Regions from separate parts of the Hordeum vulgare genome. Here region 2 is linked to region 1. Evidence: chromatin contacts called from public HiChIP or PLAC-seq data. All regions are on one chromosome and are shown on one strand. The core of a region is the stretch at or near the end of the contact, and the rest is flanking DNA. Distances in the headings are between cores, read along the strand shown.

Evidence for each region. HiChIP or PLAC-seq counts read pairs in DNA pulled down with a chosen protein or histone mark.
Region 2: an H3K4me3 HiChIP or PLAC-seq map of embryo shows a contact between it and region 1, with 4 times the contacts expected there. The contact joins the promoter of LOC123400138 here to the promoter of LOC123400125 in region 1. A contact is called at or near these places in 1 of 6 Hi-C or Micro-C datasets (leaf) and 1 of 1 datasets of contacts at active chromatin or transcription factors (embryo).

Annotation. Positions count from the first base shown.
Region 1 is chr5H:502,858,667-502,863,986 of MorexV3_pseudomolecules_assembly, reverse strand. LOC123400125 (putative F-box protein At3g47150) reads right to left here and starts at 2,867. Exons shown (of 2, transcript XM_045094535.1): 1 at 1,977-2,867; 2 at 877-1,876. The coding sequence starts at 1,874. The coding sequence ends at 1,464.
Region 2 is chr5H:503,205,852-503,211,171 of MorexV3_pseudomolecules_assembly, reverse strand. It overlaps LOC123400138 (BTB/POZ and MATH domain-containing protein 2-like), which reads left to right and starts at 2,623. Exons shown (of 2, transcript XM_045094555.1): 1 at 2,623-2,746; 2 at 2,838-4,195. The coding sequence starts at 2,845. The coding sequence ends at 4,017. LOC123400136 (DNA-(apurinic or apyrimidinic site) endonuclease 2) reads left to right here. Exons shown (of 10, transcript XM_045094552.1): 10 at 639-1,178. The coding sequence ends at 716.

The DNA.
Region 1 (5,320 bases), core at 1,618-4,117:
CCGGCTGCTACTAACAGCAGCTAATCGATTCATCCTGAGTTAGTTAATTTTTGTAACTTAAAAAATGGAGCCGGCTACAGGCACAAAAATCAGTGAAAGAATGGTGACAAAAGAAAGCAGCCTCAAGGAAGAAAAAATATAACAGTTAAACAAAAGATTTGATTCAGTGACACCAATGTACACCAGGAAGCAATGTTTTGTTTTGAAGCAACTGTTAAGGACCTTTAATGTCATACTATAACTTGCAGCTTGATACTTCGATATGAGAAACATGAAATACCATATTACAAACAGACCATAGCTATATAGTAACTCATGGACCAAACTCCCCAAATTGCCATACAAAATAAAACTGCAAATATTCTGATGCAAAATGTATAGAAGATTAACATACTCCCTCCGTCCCAAAATAAGTGTCGTTGATCTAGTATGAAATTTGTACCAATTTAGTACAGATTTTGCGACACTTATTTTGAGACGGAGGAAGTAACAAACTCTGAAAGCACAACATATTTTTTCATCGACGCATGCATCAGACATTGTCTCACTAATTATTCAACTTTACAACATAAGGTGGTAAACAATATTCACTTCATTAGTGACAGGTACTCTATAAACTCAGCAGACTTCCTGTGTAAATGTCAATGGATATGGAATCTCCCAGTGTTAGTGCATCAGCATAAGTGTCCTTCCTTGGATCATAACTTACCAGAAATCTTTGTCCTGGCTCTGCATTACCACAGATACCTTGTAAATAACCCTCTACACTGAAAAAGATCCTCCCATCATCCAATATCAGAAAAGGGTAACTAAAAGGCTTAGCGAAATCTGAAGGCATGCTATATTTCTTGACCCAGACACCTTTCTCAGAATCTATCAAAAACCATAAGTCAACAGATATGTTATGAATATTACGAACCATAACCAAGGAGCCACTCAACTCAGCCAGTGATAGCTGGAGTTCCAGTTCTGCGTAACCATAAACCTCGTGCTCTTGCACATACTTGTACACCGGCTCTGGACCGCGTAGAACATCCATCCAATCCTCTGTCTCGAGATTGAACGAAGCTATGCTGCCAGGTTCAATGGCTATCATGTCAGTTCTCAAGTTCGTGGAGAAAAAATCCATCAAGAAGTACACCACCCCATCGACGACCACACATCTCATCTTGCGACTGGTACAGATATGGGACGGAGGGTCCTGCTTTCTCCTCCAGCTTCCATGGTTGGTGTCATCAAAGGTGATAACCTCACATACCAGCCGGTCAGGAATGCTACAGATGCGGAGCGCCTTGTACTCTCTGGTAGAGGAGACCTGCCCAAAAGCACACGACTCGAAATGACAGCGCCATTTGTCTATTCCCCCCACCTCTAGCTCATGCTCCAATTCGTCCGAGCGGCCGGTCGGCAAGTCGATAATAGCTCCAGTTGCCGGGTTCAGCACCGAGAAGGCCTGAGGGTAATCAATCCAGTTGAAACAGACGAGGTCTAGCCGCGTGCGCACAACACGTACAGAGGCTATCGTCCTTGCTTGACATCCGGCCAATGGGATCACCCGACTTGCTCACCGTAACAATCTCATACCCGGTGCTTGGAATCCTCTTCACGACGTTGCCCGACAGATCCGAAATCGCAACGCCGCTGACCCCACTATCGTCGCGGTAGCCCATGGCGAGGAGGGGCGGCGAAGTGCGGTGGCGGGACTTGTGCGCCGCGACGAAGTGCCGGTCGGAGGTGAGGGCGCACCAGGCGGGGCAGACGGCGCGGAGGCGGCAGAGCTCCTTGGCCGGGATGCGTAGGAGGACCTCGTACAGCGCGTCCGCGGGCAGGTCGCCGGAGCTGGAGGCGGCCGGGGGAGGCTTCGAGGGCGACATCGCTGCGGTAAAGAGAAGCGGTGAGCAAGCGAGGGAGGAAGCCAAATTGACGATGGATTCAGAGGGGATAGCGCGCCGAGGAGACGGAGGGGTTGGCCTTACCAAGAGCGTTGGCGGCGGACTGGCAATCGCCGGAGACGAGAATGCCGGAGGCGGAGGCGGAGGGGAGGGGAAGGCGGCACTGCTCGAGGGTTTCGGCCTCCCGAACAGGCCCGAAATGGGCCTCAGGCTTCGCTCCTTTTTGCCACCTGACAAGTTATGGCCCATGCTGGGTTGTGTTCGCGTTCTTTTCTCTTATTTTTGCGACCCAATAATTCAAGCTGGAATTGGACGACGCTGTGTTCTCTTGCTGCAGCCTGCAGCAGCTGCCAAGTACTATTTCTCAAAAGAAAAAGAAAAAAGCAGCTGCCAAATTCGACTTGATCCAAGGATGCATACGCACGCCTAGCTAATCAGTGCATGCAAGCACTATCAGTACCATACAACACTTGCAACTTGCAAGCACTATCAGTCTACCATACAACACGTGCAACTTGCAAGCACTATCAATCTACCATACAACACTTGCAACTTGCAAGCAGTGTCAGTCTACCATACAACACTTGACGGGTGCTTAGTGAAGTTCAACAGCATACCGGATCAAACCCTAAGACTTGTTCGAGCAACAGCGTCGTCACATTCCTTCTTAAAGATGTTGCTTGGTATGCAACGCCTCGAAATTCTAGGATCGCAGTTGTACTTCTCTAGAGGGTACAACGGTTGCCGGTCTTCTCCGCTCCGCTGATCTGCCGATGTCGGCAATTATTTCTCTTTTCTTCACTTGTTTTTTATTTATTTTGGGCTTGTTTGTGTTGTGACCCCAACGAGCTGGATATATCGGATGGTTGCTTTATAATATAAAGTGAGGGAAACCCCTTTATCGTTAAAAGCATCGAAACCACGTTAACGAGTTAACAAAGTATGCCCACAATTTCCGTTGAAATTAGTAGTGGGCTTTAGGCCCATTAGAGAATTTCAGAAAAATCTCCAAGGGCCCATGTGGGTGTTGGCATGACAAGGTGGTGGGAAGTTTAGTCCCACCCCGCTAGTGGAAAAGAAGTTGGACCCCTTTATAAGGGTCTCTCTTTCACATGCTATTGGAGAGTGAGAAGAGAAGGTGCCCTCGCGCACTCCTCCTCCGCCGCCCGCCTCGCCACGGGAATGAGCCGAGCCGAGCTCATACCTACGCGCTTATTTTTGTCGGTCAGGAACGAAGAATACGTAACGGACACGGCACGATCCGAGACGTCGGATCGTGGGCTGTTACCGAATTGGACGTGGGTTCGGCCTACGTCTCTTCGCTCAGCCGCCTTTATAAGCAGGCTAACGCCTACCCTAGCCGTCACGAGAATCAGATCACATCTGCCTCACGCGTTCGTTCCCTTTTCTGCTGCTGCCGCCGGCGACGCCGTCCCGTTTACCGCGTACACGGTCGACGGGAGAGCAGGCCTCCGAAACCCCGCCTCTTCGGTTCATGTACGGGAGAGGGGCGATTAGGTTTTTGGGAAGCGATCACGCGACTGCTCGCCTCCGTCCGTCTGCTTCGTCTACATCCGCGTCGTCCTCGTCATCACCATGTCTTCACCATCTGAGGCCGATCGTCTCGCCCTTGAAGCTGAGAAGAAGAGGGCAGAGGATGCTGCTGCTGCTACGGCCGCGTCCAACGCCAACGCTGCTGCTACGGCCAAATGGCCTATTGGAGGGTATGGCTCGTTTATCCTCATGTTCGTATTTATCCTAGCAGTACTACTTGCATGCATAGATGTATCAACTATATGCGTAGTATGTGCTAGGTTAGTTCAAGATCAGTACATCATCAGTCTAGTCAATGCCATGCTAGTTATTATCTCGTGGATTAATACACTCGGAAAATTGCCTATTTACTCAACAATCCAAAAACCTAATGTGTGTAGGAATTTTTCGAGTAATGGTTTTGCTGCTGCACCGAAACCGGACAAGTTTACCGGTACTTATTTCAAGCATTCGCAAACTAGAACCAGCTTATGGCTCACGACGATGAACGTGTTCTGGGTAGCCGGTGTCACTCCAACGGAAACGATCACTCCTGAACAGGAGAAGAAGTTCGCGGAGGCCACCGTCCTATTCCTTGGAGCAGTCATAAGCGTGATCGGAGATAAGCTGGTTGATGCATACTTACATATGCATGTTGCCAAAAGACTTGTGGGAGGCTCTCGAATCTAAATTCGGGGCCACCGAAGCTGGGAGTGAGATGTATGTTATGGAGCAGTTCCACGATTACAAAATGGTTGACAACCGTTCTGTATTGGAACAGGCTCATGAGATAATATGCATAGCTAAGGAACTTGAGGTTCTTAAGTACAATTTGCCGGACAAGTTTGTCGCGGGCTGTATAATTGCTAAGCTCCCTAATTCATGGAGGAACTTTGCTACTACTCTGAAACAACAGAGGCATGAGTTCTCAGTAGAGGACATCATCGGCCATCTGAGTGTTGAGCAGAACTCGAGAGCAAAGGACTCCAATGAAAAAGCGGTGGAAAGCTCTTGTGCTGCCAATATGGTACATCAAAGGAACTTCAATTCCCACAAGCCCAAGGGAAAGAATTATGTCCAACAGAATACCGACTTCAAGAAGAAGGGAAAGAAGCCCTTCAAGAAGAATAAGAAGGGAGATGGCTGCTATACTTGTGGTTCAGAGGAACATTGGGCGAACAAATGCCCAAACAAGTACAAGAAGCCGGCGCAAGACTCCAAGTCTTCCAATATGATTGTGGGCAACAATGAGAGTGGTGCATCTAGGTACGGTAATTTACTTACTGTATTTTTAGTTTGTCACTCCACCGATTGGTGGGTGGACACGGGTGCAAATATTCATGTGTGTGCTGACATGTCATTGTTCTCTTCTTATCAGGCCACCGGTCGCGGGTCTGTATTGATGGGGAATGGTGCGAGTGCTTCTGTTCTTGGTGTTGGCACGGTCGATCTGAAGTTTACTTCGGGAAGGATCGTGCGGCTGAAGAACGTGCAGCATGTCCCCACCATCAAGAAGAATCTCGTTAGTGGCTCCCTTCTGTGTAGAGAAGGGTTTAAGTTGGTATTCGAGTCTAATAAAGTACTTGTTACGAAATATGGACTTTTTGTTGCAAAAGGTTATGAATGCGGAGGTCTGTTCCGCCTTTCTCTTGCAGATTTTTGTAATAAAGTCGTGAACAATATTCATTCGAGTGTTAATGAATCTGAAGTTTGGCATTCACGTCTTTGTCACATAAGTTTCGGTGTTATGTCGCGGCTAGCAAAACTGAATTTAATCCCAACTTTCACTTTAGCCAAAAGTTCTAAGTGACATTCGTGTGTGCAAGCAAAGCAACCTCGCAAGCCTCACAAGGCTGCAGAGGAGAGACACTTGGCATCATTAGAACTCATACATT
Region 2 (5,320 bases), core at 1,374-3,873, 350 kb before region 1:
CTTCAGAATTTGCTACCCAGTTGTATCAGAGGCAGGGGCAGCCCGGTGCATGTAGCTCCCGCTTGCGCAGGGTCCGGGGCCCGACCACTTTGGGTCTATTGTACGCAGCCTTTCCCTACATTTCTGCAAGAGGCTGTTCCCAGGACTTGAACCCATGCCCTCATGGTCACAAGGCAGCAGCTTTACCACTGCGCCAAGGCTCCCCCTTCACTTTGGGTCATTTGCAGCTGGTTTTCACTAAAGAATCTAATTTAACTTGTGTAAACTCTCTTAGCAATCATCTATAGATACATCGATTGAAATAGCTTTAACGTGATTACAAGTCTGGTGAGATGATTTAAGATATATCATATCCTGTGTTAGATTATACACACAGAAGAAAAGAACGTTTAACATCTAGAATCTAGGATGTATTATATCTGTCGATAGAAACAGTGTCCACATACAAAAGAAAATCTACCAGCACCTGGAGCATTAAAACAATACTGAAACATCACGGTCAATCACTTTAAATAAAGTAAGCTAACCCAGTTGTATCAGAGGAACAGTCATAATATGCTGTGCGCAAATCAAAGCATTCCTGTGGAAGGATGCAAATCGTTGATATTACTGTGACCACCATGTTTCTATATTCACAGGGACCTTCATCAAATCCAGAAGCGAACTGCAATCACTTTCAATGGGCCTCTGTAAAATCTAAAGGGAAGCGTCAATGACAGTTTTTTTGTTTGTCAGTCATTTTTGCTGTTGCCATGCAGGTCAAATGACTCCTTTCAGCAGTTGCTTCAAGTAATATCAGCATTTCCCTAAGAAATGTGCGGGTGCTTTTGTTGGACAATTTAGTTTATGTTTGTGCTAACTTCTGTTTTGTCCCCAGAAGCCCTGGACACTTGTCACTTTGTGCTTCGCATGAGTCTGATGTATCGCCTGCTCCCATGTCGTGAGCAAGATGGTCCTTATTCAGTGCAAATTTCTTTACTAACAAAGGTACATAGTTTATCCTTGTTGAGTTCTAGTTAATTAGATGGTTTTTGTACCCAATACCCCCCTTTTCTTTCTTGAAGAGAAGTAGCCTCCTCCTTTGTTGTAACTTTGAAGTCAAACAAACAAATTGTGACTCTCTGTTGGGTGGATAACGAAATGCCAATTGGAGCCCTCATGTGGTTCTGTTTGTTGAATTCTGGGTTACTTATCTTGAGAATGAGAACATAATCAGGATATTTTCAACTGAAAAGTAATTGCATATATACGTGGAAAAATCAAATGAGCCCAGTTATGTATCAATAAGTTGTGATGTGACTACTTAAAAATAAGTTTTGCTTTGGCTAATGCTGGAGGTATGCACCTAACTCGTGTCAGTATTGTACAATAGTCTTGCTGTTGTGCATCTCTATCAAGAAATAAGTGTCATCCATGAAGGGGGTCTACTGATTCAGTCTATTCAGACGTGTATGCATCAAAGGATATGTATATACTTAATCTCCACCAGGTGGCATGCCACGGCAGGCGCTCATTAGTTTCCTTATTGTTTTTTTAATAATAACATAGGAAGATTTATTCATTTACTCCCTTTGTACCTAAATACTTATAGTTGGGAAGAACTAAATATTTTGACTAGTTCTTCCCAACTACAAGTATTTAGGTACAGAGGGAGTATTATAGAAGAGGCAGCATGCAATCTGCTCATCTGTATTATGTGCACCTGTGTTGATCAGCGAACACCATGTGGAATGAATGGGTTCATGGTCCTTCTTGGCAATGATACGGTGCTGTGCCCACACACGCAGCAGGCGTGGATCACCTAAATTACTCGAAACAACATAGCGCTGGGTAACTGACTCCCGTTGGCAGATGATTACATGAAGCTCCGGTTGGTTTCCCCCCTCCCTCCTCCCCTTCTTTCTCTTCTTGGAGGTAAAATAGAGATGATGATGCTCTTGTTGGGATGGCTGGCTGTGTCCATAGCTGCATAGGTGAATAATGGTGGTGACGATCAGTCGCTGCCTCTGGGAATACAGGACCTGATATATTTTCCTTGTCTAGTGTAGTAGGCTCATCATCGACATGCGCTACAAACATACCAAGAATAACATGGATATTTATTTTCCCATGTATGTTATTTATTCGTGCTAGTGTATGTATTCAGTTGTGGCAACCGGTGCAGTGAAATAGAAACACAATTATGGTAGTTATTTTTTTCGCAAAATAATCTAAGATTTCTCGGAAAGTGGCTATCGGTAGCTTTAAGATATTGTTTTTGAAGTCGCAACATTCATCAGGTCAAAAAGCTTACCTAAGCTTCAATACAGTCCCATTACAGCATAGGCCAAGGATGTTAGTTTTGGTAAATTATTAGAGGTGGACGGTTTTGACTGAATTCACAGAACTACGGTCAAAGTTAGCGATTTCGTAAACACAATTTTTTTGAGACAAACGAATTGTTTTGGGTGGAATATGCTATTGCATCCTGCAAAATTCAGCTCGATTTATCAGGCCGTGAGCGAAACAGTGCCTTGAGCTGCGTGGGCGTTGTATGGGCTTTGCAGATTGTGGGCTGCGTGGGCCTTAAAAGCCCAATCATCGTGACGACTTTATAATCAATAAACCCTCAAACGTAGGCAGATCCGGGTCGCACTCACCGACGAGCCGCCGGCGGCGGCGCAAACTCTGTTTACGGCGAGGAGCCACGCGGGCGGGGGCGGCGCAGCGACTGGAGCGACGGTGACTCCGCGCGGGACGCGACCAGGTTTGCCCCTCTGCTCAGCTCATCGACCCCAACTCTGGAACTCGACGTGTCAATGGTGACTGAATTAGATAGTGTTTCGGTGGACTCGCAGATCCCTCATGTCGTTCGCCGGCGTGTCCGTCGTCGACGGCGGAAAGCACTGCGCCTGCGACACCTCGGCCGTCTACGCCGGCGCGGACAGCGGGTACCACCTGCTCATGGTCAGGGACTACTCGCGCACCAAGGTTGAGTTGCCCACCGGCGAGAGCGCCACCACCGGCCTTTTCACGGTGGGGGAATATGATTGGTACATCGAGTACTACCCCAACGGAGAGAACCCAGACTGCCGGGACTTCGTTTCGCTCTACGTCACGAGGAATACCCTCTACGACGGCGAGGGCGAAGAGGATGTGGAGGCCAAGTTCAGCTTTAGCCTCGTCGACCATGTTGAAAAGCACAAGCCAGTGTACATTCATGGAACCAATAAGACCTGCACCTTCTCCGGCAGTGCCCCCTCCTGGGGCAGCGACAAGTTTGTGAGAAGAGACGTCCTGGAACGATCGCGGGACCTTAAGGGTGACTGTCTCACCATCCGGTGTGATATCATGGTTGTTTGCAAGGATCCCAAAACCGAGGATGCCCCTGACACCCTCTCTGATATGAACCAGCATTTTGGCCATCTCCTTCAAAACAAGGTCGGTGCTGATGTGACATTTGAGGTCGGTGGCGAGACGTTCGCTGCACACCGGTGTGTGCTCGCAGCCCGGTCTAATGTCTTCATGGCACAGCTATTTGGCCCCATGAAGGAGGGCACCGCAACGTCCAGCGTCATACAGATCAAAGACATGGAAGCAAAAGTGTTCAGGGCTCTGCTTAGCTTCATCTACACGGATTCACTCCCCACGATGGAGAAGGACAGCATGGAGGAGGATGAAATGTCGGAAGTTATGGATGAAGGACGAGAAGAAGCAGCAGAGTTTGAAATGTGGCTGCAATGGTTGCAAGACTTGTTTGTGGCGGCAGACAGATACGATCTCCAACAGCTTAAGTTAATCTGTGAAAAGCAGTTGTCCGAGCACATATGTGTGAGCACGGTGACGTCCACACTTGCTCTAGCCGAGCAGCACTGCTGTCACGGATTAAAGGAGGCGTGCTTGAAGTTTATCCAAGTCCAGTCTCCCTCGTGCTTACAAGCAATAATGGCAACTAATGGCTGGGATCATGTATCTGCGACCTATCCCTGGGTTGTGAAGGAGCTCATTGCCAAGCTTGCTTCGAACCAGCGAAAGTAACACCCTGTATATGGTAGGCATGCTCCTTAACACCTAAAGTGGTGCTCTTAGTCTTATGCATATACGGTATCCTCCTTTAGAGAGGACGTAGTCGGTGTGTCTCGTCATGTAATTTGCCTATATGCTGAATATCAATTAAAAAAAATGCAACATATGGGCAAGTTGTCTCTTCATGGAATGGATTAGTCTGTAAATTCAGGCAGGCGTAAGCGTCAACATTGTTCTGCATTGCAGCACTGTCCAACTTCCCTAGCTAGTTAATTACTCCCTCCGTCTCACAATATAAGATCTTATATTGTGAGGTGGAGGGAGTACTAAACTGGAAGAGAGAAAAAAAGATACCGTGTTTTATGGTGTGATATCATGTCTAACACTCTTCCTGTTTGTTTTTCTTTTTTCTTTTGGGAGAATTTCAAACGTGAGAACTATCATTGGCATCAGTCATCTACAGGCAGCTGGCAGAGGCAACCTATCCACATGCCCCTGTTTGTATATCCCCACTGCTCCCCAGTTTGTTAATCAAATTAATTTCACAAAACAAAGTGTTTAATTAAATTAAAAAATGAAGTACTTCTGCTCGTCTGTCTCTATTATGTGCTGACCAGTGGCCACCACGTGGGAATGGAATGGATAATGAACTAATATTTCTACATCTCCGGCAGATGGCCATGTTTGATAGTATCTGGTAGCAGGTCCTTCTCCTGCTACCATCTGGTCTTTACGTCTACATTATTCTGAATTGCGCTTTGGTGATAAAAAAATTGAGGGTATGAACTGAACTTTCTTGTTAAGAAACTTTTAAATTATTGGAAATGAACTGTTTGACCTGCCTTCATCGCGCTATAGTACCTGCCTTCCTGGCAAGGTAGGCATGGCCAGTCAAGTTACTCGAAATAACATAGCACCGAGTAACCAACTGCCGTTGCCATATGATTACAGGGAAGCTCCGGTTGACTGCATGATTCTTTTTCTGTTTTGTTCTGTTAAACGTGCACAGCATGGTCAGGTACTCAGGCGTCGACCTCCATTCTGGTCCGGTCGGCAGCTATTGGATTTACCCGTCTTCGTGGTCTGATTAATAGTTCATTGGTTGGCCTACATGTTCCATCGGTATATCCCCTAATCACTTTCCCATGCCGTTTATCTGGATAATCACTCATATCTACGTGCACAAGCAGCATCATGTATAAAAAGATGCAAATTGAGGTGAGATGCTCACTCGCTCTTGTCTGCCAGTAGACCCATTGGTTTGATTAAAGGATGTAAACCATTCATATTTTACTGTGACCACCTGTGTTTCTAT